Regions from separate parts of the Sus scrofa genome. Here regions 2 and 3 are each linked to region 1. A link is a contact called in public HiChIP or PLAC-seq data. All regions are on one chromosome and are shown on one strand. Each heading gives the region's core, a stretch centred on a gene start, on an enhancer-like site or on the middle of the called end of the contact. The rest is flanking DNA. Distances are from core to core; before and after follow the strand shown.

Region 1 (3,083 bases), core at 423-2,922:
AAATTATCAAGGGTTACGACTAGAGAGCGTTAGAGAAAAAAAGAAAAACACATGCCATTAAATATTCAGTACTGTTGACAATAACTCCTTTAATATCTAATACCTGTCCATATTCATTTCCCAGATTATCAAAGGTGTCTTTTTAGTTGGGATGTTTGAAGCAGGATTGAAAAGATTCATACATTGGAGTTCCCATCATGGCTCAGCAGTTAACAAACCTGATTAGCATCCATGAGGGGACTGGATCCCTGGCCTCACTCAGTGGATCCGGCATTGCCATGAGCTGTGGTGTAGGTCACAGACATGGCTTGGATCCAACGCTGCTGTGGCGTAGGCTGGTAGCTGTAGCTCCATTTCGACCCCTAGCCTGGGAACATCCATATGCTGTGGGTGTGGCCCTAAAAAGACAAAAAAAAAAAAAAAATTCATACATTGAAGCTCCCACTGCTGTGCAGTGAGTTAATGATCTGCTTTGTCTCTGTGGAGGCCCAGGTTCAATCCTCAGCCCAGCTGCAGCATAGGTCACACCTGAAGCTTGGATTTGATCCCTGGAAACTTCCATAGGCCGCAGGTGCAGCCATGGGGGGTGGAGTGGGGAGAATCTGGTTATCTCTTTACTTGAGGTGCATTAGTGGTAGTGAGGGCCCCCTCCTTTCCTAAGATGGGATGTTTCACCAACTGCCTTTTTGAACAAGATGACCTTCAAAGCTAACATTGACATTGAATGAAAGTTTCACTCTGTGAGTTTATAAAGATCCTTTTTTTTAAGGCCTCTGAAGCTCTTTTCAAGCCCAGATTTCATGCTTTGCTTTTTGTTTTGTTTTTCCTCTTAGCCTGGCTGCTTCGAAGCCACATAGGCAGAAACAGAGGGAAAGAAGCAGGACATTCTGGAGGTTCAGTTTGGTCCTTGAAATAATCCAGTTTTGATTCAGGCACTCCCTCAAACCCTGCTTCCCTTGGCCAGGGTGGATGACTTAGCTGATGTAGGTTCCAGAATGGGCACTTTGACATCCAACATCCAAAGAACAAATTCCCACTTGCCATTATTGACTTCTGACTCTTCCTCTGTCTCATCTCTGTGGGTCAGAGATGAGGGAGACTCAGGGACGGAGCAGTAAGAGCAGGGATGGGGTAGGGCTCAGAGCTGGAGGGGAGGCCCAGGCAGGAGTGGGGCTCACTGTTGGGTGAGGCTCAGGGATGTGGGGCATCAGGAGGATGGGGAAGAGAAGAGGAGGCAGAGTGGGGCAGAGTGGGGCAGAGTGGGACCCAAGGTCAGCGTGAAATTACCTACTGTCCATCTATCAGCTGAAAGTTCAATTCAACAAACCGAAAGTTCCATACTTTATTTAGCATGATGAAGTGGTTGTGAAACCATTTCGTCCTGAGATTGCTCAGGAATCTGATTAATTACATCCCTTGTCATTTGCATATCAAAATATCCATGTCTCCAAATGACCATCGTGGTCTTAGTCCAGTATAACTGAGAGGGCGAGGACATGCCCACTGTGGGAGGGATGACAGGCTCAACTTGAAAAGATGGCTAGAACATGGAGTTAGGCAGAGGGGCTGGGCTGTGGCCCATGCGAGGCCAGTAGCCAAGAAGCCAGGACTGGGACATCCCAGTGGTGACTCACCCCAAGCCTGGGTTATCAGTGAGGCCTCATGTAGGGACAGGGATGAGGCCACCAGACCACCTAGGAAGTGGCCCCAGACTGAGTTCCTTCCGCTCTCCCTTCCACTGCTCACTCAACTTTGGAGGGAAGCCCAGAACTTGTGGTGACATCATGGATGACATTGGCTAGATCATGAGGTCAGAACAAAGCCAGTGGGTGTTTACAGCAAACACTCATTCAATGTCAATGTTGGCTTTGAAGGTCATCTTGTTCAAAAAGGCAGTTGATGAAACATCCCATCTTAGGAAAGGAGGGGGCCCTCACTACCCCCAGTGCACCTCAAGTTTACACAGTTCTGTTAGTCACAGACTCTTAAAATCTAGGTGAAATGTGTTTCCTCTGTGGGAACTCACTAAAGGTTTGTGGGGTAAATGAAGGTCTTCCTGGCAGAAGCAGGAGATGGAGACCCTCCTCTGGCTATGAGCGGCAGGAAAGTTGTCCCTGGGCCTTCACATTGGGCCTAAGCACCCCATTCCCCCGTCTCCCCCTCCCTGTTTTAGGAGAACCCAAATGGAACGGCTTCCCCACACACATGGCCTCTGACTGCCTGCAGCCTAGACGCAGGCTCTCGGGGGCGGGGGGACAAGCAGTCTGTCACTCCTGCCCCCCAGGCTGCCTCCCCAGAGCTCGCTCCTTTCTCCAAAGCATCACACTCCCAGTGCTGGGAGGGGACGAAGAGAGAGCCGTGACCTTCATGCACGCGGACAACATGGCGGCTCTGAATGGAAATTGCTCAGCTGTGGAGGGTCTTCCTCGCTGCCCCCAGGAAGTGGGGGGTGTCACTCACTCAGGGCTACAGGGTTGTGGGGGGACCAGTGGGTCCCAGGCTGACTCTGCAGCTCTCTTGGAGCACAGGGCAGCTGGGGCAGCGCATCACGCCAGCCGGCCCTTTGCTTCTCCCCTGTGGTCTCCTGGGGGCCCGGCCACATGGGCAGCTCCCCAAGGGCAGCGAAGCTCTGCTCCCAGTCTTATCCAGGTCTTGGGCAGACCCCTGTGGGCAGGGCTTTCCATGTAGCAACAAAGACCAAGTGCCAAGTGGCTTTTTTTTTTTTTTTTTTTTTTTTCCTTTTTAGGGCCAAACTCCTGGCATATGAAGATTCCCAGGCTAGGGGTCCAGTCAGAGCTGGGCATTCAGAGGCATGGGGGGACCTTCGCCTGACCCCACCAACAGGGGACAAGCTTGGGCCATTTTTATTTATTCATCCATGTATCACTTGGGGCCTAGTGAGTGCCAAGCTCTGAGCCAGGTGTTGGGGGTAAATTTGTCCTTATGAAGATAGGGGTGCTAGGCACAGAATCTTGTCCCCCACAGTGTGATGGTGGGTTGAAGACCTGCCCTTCAGTGTGATGGTGTTTGGAGACATGACCTTGGGAAGCAAGTAAATTTAGATGAGGTCATGAGCATAAGAT
Region 2 (3,083 bases), core at 219-2,718, 180 kb after region 1:
TTGTTTTAGAAGCTTTGGCAGCTTCCGAAAACCAACTGCTTTGCTGGAAAGTGTTGTGAAAATCAGATCCTGCTGTCTGTTAGTCATAAATGCGTCCTTTCCAAGAATGGGCTCTCCAAAACAATATTTTCTAACGCTCCTTGTCTAAAAATAACTACAAATGACTAGAATCGTTGCTTCTAGGGGTCGAGCCTCAGCCACTATAGAAGCAACGCTGAGTAGTTATGTTGTGAGCCACACGCAAAGTCCTCATTGCTTCTACAGATAACTGAATAGATGAATCTAGAACAAAGACCAAATGCATCAGCAATTTGGTCTCTTAGAACTGCTGTTTGGGGGGTATGCTACTTTTTAAATAAAGAGGGACATAAGTTCTTAATAGCATCGTTGTGTAATGACTAAAAGCATGGACTCGAGTCAGAGTTCAGGGTTCGAATCCTGACTTTTGAACTCAGCACGACCTTGGACAAGTTGGTTAACCTATGTGCCTCAATTTCCTCATCTTTATTTATTTATTTATTTATTGCCTTTTTGGGCGTACCCTTGGCATATGGCAGTTCCCAGCCTTGGGGTCAAATCGGAGCTGCAGCTGCAGGCCTACACCATAGCCACAGCAATGCCAGATCCGAGCCACATCTGTGACCTACCTGGCATCTTGCAGCAATGCCAGATCCTTAACCCACTGAGCAAGGCCAGGGATCGAACCTGCATCCTCATGGATACCAGTCAGATATCTGCTCATGGATACTGCTAAGCCACAACAGGAACTCCTCAATTTCCTTCTCTCTAAATGAAATGTAATAATAGACTCTACCCCCTTATAATTATTACAAGGACTAAATGAGTTCATATTTCTGAAGTCCTGGAGTTCCTGCTATGGCTCAGGGGAACCGAATCCGACTAGTATCCATGAGGTTGTGGGTTTGATTCCTGGCCTCGCTCAGTGAGTCAGAAATCTGGCATTTCCATGAGCTGTGGTGTAGGTTGCAGATGAAACTCGGATCCCTAGTTGTTGTGGATGTGGTGTAGGCCAGCAACTGTAGCTCTGATTGGATCCCTAGCCTTGGAGCTTCCTTATGCCGCGAGCGTGGCTCTAAAAAGACACACACACACACACACACACGAAATCCAAAGTTCTGACTCCTGCTTGGGATGGAAACAATTACACAAAACTGGAAGGCTTCTTAGAAACACTAGTAGATCATGAGGATGGTGATTTGGGTCCTTAGTCATCACCCAAAAGACCATGACCTTTTCCCTTGCTGATTAAGAGCAACAGCAGCTCAGAGAGAGAAGGGTAGTGAAATAGTATTCAGTCTATTTGCAAGTTGCTATTTGCTGCACAAGGCTGGGGACAGAGGTGGAGAGTGTCAATATTGTGGTTGAGAGAATGTCAGAGGATTTTAATCAGCAGCTTTCTCGGCCTCCTCTTTCCATAAGCTGTGTTTTTGAGTGAAGTCAAGCGTTTATAAACTGTTATGAAATCACAGTCTGGATCTATCAACCCACACATGTAAGCCAGCCTTGGCTTTCTTGAGCTCTCTATCAAAAAAGCAGTTCCATTCAAAAGAATAAGCAGCTGACATTCAAAAGAATAAGTATCTGGTATAATTATTCAAGAGACCTTATTAAATAGGCCAATTCTCTACCTCACATTCTTTAAAAGAATTTCAAAGAATACAAGGTAAATTTAAATGACTAGAAAGAAATGAGGAAATTCCGTAGCGACAGCATTGGAACAGTTGATTAAATCACAAGACTTTGTTTTGAGATCGATTAAATCACCATCTGCCCCACCCCAAATCCTCATCTCAGCTGTCATCGCTCCTCATCGTCCCTCCCGTCTGCAGAGTAAAGGCAAATATTTGTTCAATAGAAGAATGAATGTCTTCTTCCACGTAACTGACCTCACAAAACCCTTAATTAGGAAGTAATAAGTCCCTGAACTCCCAGTCTGCAGATGTTTCTTACTGGTGTGCAGAGTTGAAAGGAGATTCAACCTAGCAAAATAGATCCAAATTCTACCTCAGAAAAGGGCTCCATTCCAACGGATCTATAATTACTAACATTCTAAAGGTGGGGAAACCCAGACAAATGAAAATAAGGATTTTTTTTTTCCTACTGAATAGTTTGCATCATTTTTTAACCTCACTCTCAGGCTTCGCCATCTGATTCTTTTTCTCTTCCCTTCCCCCCCTCAAAAAAAGGCAGGGGCAGTTCCCATTTTGGCTCAGCTGCAATGAATCCGCCTAGTATACATGAGGATCCGGGTTCCATCCCTGGCCTCACTCAGTGGGTTAAGGATCCAGCATTGCTGTGAGCTGCGGTGTAGGTCACAGATGCACCTTAGATCTGGCATTGCTGTGGCTGTGGTGTAGGCTGGCAGCTACAGCTCTGATTTGACCCCTAGCCTGGGAACTGCTATATGTCATGGGTGCGGCCCTAAAAAGCAAAAAAAAATTTTTTTAGAAAGGAGTTTCCCTCATGCTTTGTTGCCTCATTGGCCACATTTTACAAAAATAATTTTTAAGAAAATGCTAAGGGTATCCTTTAAAATAAGATTTATTTCTGGATTCTATGAGGTTTCACGAAATTTCTTCCACATTGAACTCTGGCCACATGAACAGCTTGGAAAAGATGAACTGCATTGGAGGAAGAAGGAGAGGCCAGCTCTGGATGGATCCCCAGATTAACGGGGTTGAGACATCTGTTATTCTTAAGAAACAAGCTGGGGAAATGGTAAGATTCAGGCATCCTGTTAAGGTTGTTGTGTTTGCCGGCGAGAATGTGTCTTTCTACATTTGTGGCTCACCTGGGTACAACACTGTGTTGCTGCAATGGAAACTGTCCCGAGCTTAATAGCACCAAACAACCATCGTTTTTTGTTGTAGGTTTTTTTTTTTTTTTTTAAATCCATACCAGTGGCATATAGAAGTTCCCTGGCCAGAGATCCAACTGCGGCAATGCCAGGTCCTTAACCCACTGTGCCACAGTGGGAACTCCAACCACCATTTTATTATAATTACAGATCCCAGGGGTCAGGCATTCAAAAACGGCACAGAGGGATATCTCGTCTCTGCTCT
Region 3 (3,083 bases), core at 221-2,720, 150 kb after region 1:
AGAAAGTAGAGTTGAGGATGGGGACAAGGGCTTTAGCTATATTTGAAGTTTTTAAAAAATAAGTGCTAAGAAATCACATCAGAAGCTATTATTTTAAAATATTTAATTTGGTTAAATCTGGGAATTTAATACCTGGGCCTTACAGGGTGCTTTGACTGAATGTAGTTCTAAAAACATTTTCTTTTAATAACAAGCTTTAGAAAGGAAAGTGCTTCCTCATTCAGGATGACACAAGAGTGTCACATGAGGGCCAAGACACATTGTAATGGATGGGAAGTTCTTCTCCACCACTCTGGTCCTCTCTTCACCAGCCCTTCTTCTCAAGACACAAGATAAGTGCCGTACAGTTGGATGAGACTGTTCCACCCTGTTTGTTTGGAAGTTGTGGGAAAGCACAGAAATGCAATTTAAAACTAAGATACTGAGGAGTTCTCATTGTGGTGCAGCGGAAACGAACCCGACTAGTATCCACGAGAATGAGAATGCAGGTTCGATCCCTGGCCCCACTCAGTGGGTTAAGGGTCCAGCGTTGCTCAGACATGCTGAGACATGGCTCAGATCCCGCATTGCTGTGGCTGTGGCATAGGCTGGCAGCTGTAGCTCTGATTCAACCCCTAGCCTGGGAACTTCCATATGCTGCGGGTGTGGCCCTAAAAAGAAAGAAAGAAAGAGAGAGAGAGAAGGAAGGAAGGAAGGAAGGAAGGAAGGAAGGAAGGAAGGAAGGAAGGAAGGAAGGAAACGAAGATACTGAAACAGAGCAGGACCCTGTGGGGCTACCAGGTACAATGCCTTTCTGTGTCCTGTTTCTTGTTTGCGGGAAATAGGCCTCCTTCAGCCTCTGCGACCTTTCCAGAATTCCAAAGGGCAACTTCAAACAGCTGCTAATCAGGGAAGAGAGGAGATATGGAGGAGCAATCAGGAAATAATTTTGCAGAGACAAAGTGGGGTCCTGGTTCCTCCTCAAGGAACATACATAATATTTTTAGGTTCTTCTGCAGCAACTAAGGCCCCCATCCAGGTGGAGGGTGGTAACTTCAGGCTGAGCGCAAGAGTCCTGGAGCACCGCCCTGTTACTTCACACCAACCAGTCAGAAGAAGGTCACACACCCTGCAGCCCTCACCCTAAATTTTACCTATAAAAACATTCCCCTAAAACTATCAGGGAGTTTGGGGCTTTTGAGCATGAGCCTCCTGTTCTCCTTGCTTGGCCCTGCAATAAACATTCTCTGCCCCAAATTCCAAAGTTTCAGTTTGTTTGGCCTCACCATGTGGGCACCAAAACTTTGTTTGGTAACAGAAACTTACTTGCTCATATACATAATTGAGTTTATTTTTTGAGTTGACATTATCCAGACACTAAATTTACTAAGTATTGCACAATGGCTCCTATTGCAATTATTCCAGTTTTCACTCCCACTGGCAGAGCATAAAAGCCCTGTCTCTTGTAGTTCTCCTGTGACTCAGTGAGTTAAGGGTCCCTTATTGCTACTATAGCAGCTTTAGTCACTGCTGTGGCATGGGTTCTATCCTTAGCCTGGGAATTTCCACATGCTTCAGGCATCGCCCCACCCACTCCCAAAATGAAATCTCCATTTCTATTTTTTTTGTTTTTTTTGTTTTTTTTTTTTTGTCCTTTTCTAGGGCTGCTCCCGTGGCATATGGAGATTCCCAGGCTGAGGGTCTAATCGGAGCTGTAGCTGCTGGCCTATGCCAGAGCCACAGCAATGTGGGATCTGAACTGTGTCTACAACCTACACCACAGCTCAAGGCAACGCCTGGATCCTTAACCCACTGAGCAAGACCAGGGATCGAACCCGAAACCTCATGGTTCCTAGTCAGATTCGCTAACCACTGAGCCACGACCAGAACTCCGAAATCTCCATTTCCGATTTTTCACTCACCAGTTGATGTTGTCAGATTTACTCTGCCAAGGGTTCATTGAAATCAGAGGTCATTGTTGTTTTAATTTGCATCTCTCTGCTAAAGAGCTCTATGTCTTATAGTCTCCAATAGCAACATTGAAGTCATGAAGAAAAATTATCAGGAAGGACAAGTTAGTGCTACTCTGTGTAGACAAGTTGCACAAAGTTTGCACCCTGTCCTTCCTGCTTAAACAAGGAAGTAACGTTCCCCCACCACCACTTGGGTGTCTACACTGATTAGAATTAGGTTTCATCACTTGCAGCCAAGGCATTTTGACATAGACGTTATCCGGTGCTGTGAATTACTTTTTTTTTTTTTTTTTTTGGACACCCATGGCATATGGAATTCCCTGGTCAGGGATCACAACTACAGCAACGCTGGATCCTGAACCCACTGTGCCAGGCAGGGAATCAAACCTGCATCCCAGGGCTCCCAAGATGCTGCCGATCCCATTGCGCCACAAGCGGAACTCCGGGTGCCATGAATTAATGTGTAGCCTCTCACAAATGATTTCCTGGAGGTGATGTTTTTATCCAAATGAGGTCTCCAAAGGTGCTGAACTTGGGGCCCTGTGCCCCTGAGTGCCTCTGTCCACAGGTGCCAAATAGAAACAAAGAGATAGAGTTTGGGGCAAAGGAGAAAAAAATAGCTTTATTGTTTTGCCAGGAAAGGAGAACACAGTAGGCTAATGCCCTAAAGACTGTGCCCTCTTTTGGGAGAGATAAGGAAGTGGTTTTATAGTTTGGGAGTAGGAAATAGGGCCACAGATAAGGATCAAGGTAGTTACAAGCTTTCATTCTTTGAAGCTGGTATTTAGCGGCCCCAGGACGGCTTGGGGGGTGCTGGTTCATTTGTTGGGGGGTTATTTTTATTTTTTTATTTTTTTGTCTTTTTGCCATTTCTTGGGCCGCTCCCGCGGCATCTGGAGGTTCCCAGGCCAGGGGTCGAATCAGAGCTGTAGCTGCCGGCCCACAGCCACAGCCACAGCAACACAGGATACAAGCTACGTCTGCCACCTACACCACAAGCTCAGTTAACAGCTGAGCCACAAAGGGAACTCCTGTACTACACTTTCTTGACTGTCCCTGCCTGGTCTCTGCATCTCCTCCCTTCCCAGATAAGCTACTGTTTGAACCTGCCCTTTGGAACTCAGGAAGGTC

Evidence for each region. HiChIP or PLAC-seq counts read pairs in DNA pulled down with a chosen protein or histone mark.
Region 2: a contact with region 1 is called in an H3K27ac HiChIP or PLAC-seq map of alveolar macrophages. The contact joins two enhancer-like sites. A contact is called at or near these places in 1 of 47 Hi-C or Micro-C datasets (liver) and 2 of 2 datasets of contacts at active chromatin or transcription factors (alveolar macrophages and skeletal muscle).
Region 3: an H3K27ac HiChIP or PLAC-seq map of alveolar macrophages shows a contact between it and region 1. The contact joins two enhancer-like sites. A contact is called at or near these places in 1 of 47 Hi-C or Micro-C datasets (epiblast stem cells) and 1 of 2 datasets of contacts at active chromatin or transcription factors (alveolar macrophages).

What each region holds. Positions count from the first base shown.
Region 1 is chr17:14,398,154-14,401,236 of Sscrofa11.1, forward strand. No RefSeq gene overlaps it. Among named protein-coding and RNA genes, the nearest start is that of GPCPD1, 77 kb to the right of the region's middle. Within about 2 kb of position 1,673, at least 8 of the 83 cell types and tissues checked have an H3K27ac peak or open chromatin away from gene starts, as enhancers often do. A contact at or near this core is called in alveolar macrophages, where this site is marked.
Region 2 is chr17:14,582,818-14,585,900 of Sscrofa11.1, forward strand. No RefSeq gene overlaps it. Among named protein-coding and RNA genes, the nearest start is that of C17H20orf196, 26 kb to the right of the region's middle. Within about 2 kb of position 1,469, at least 16 of the 83 cell types and tissues checked have an H3K27ac peak or open chromatin away from gene starts, as enhancers often do. A contact at or near this core is called in alveolar macrophages, where this site is marked.
Region 3 is chr17:14,545,806-14,548,888 of Sscrofa11.1, forward strand. No RefSeq gene overlaps it. Among named protein-coding and RNA genes, the nearest start is that of C17H20orf196, 63 kb to the right of the region's middle. Within about 2 kb of position 1,471, at least 13 of the 83 cell types and tissues checked have an H3K27ac peak or open chromatin away from gene starts, as enhancers often do. A contact at or near this core is called in alveolar macrophages, where this site is marked.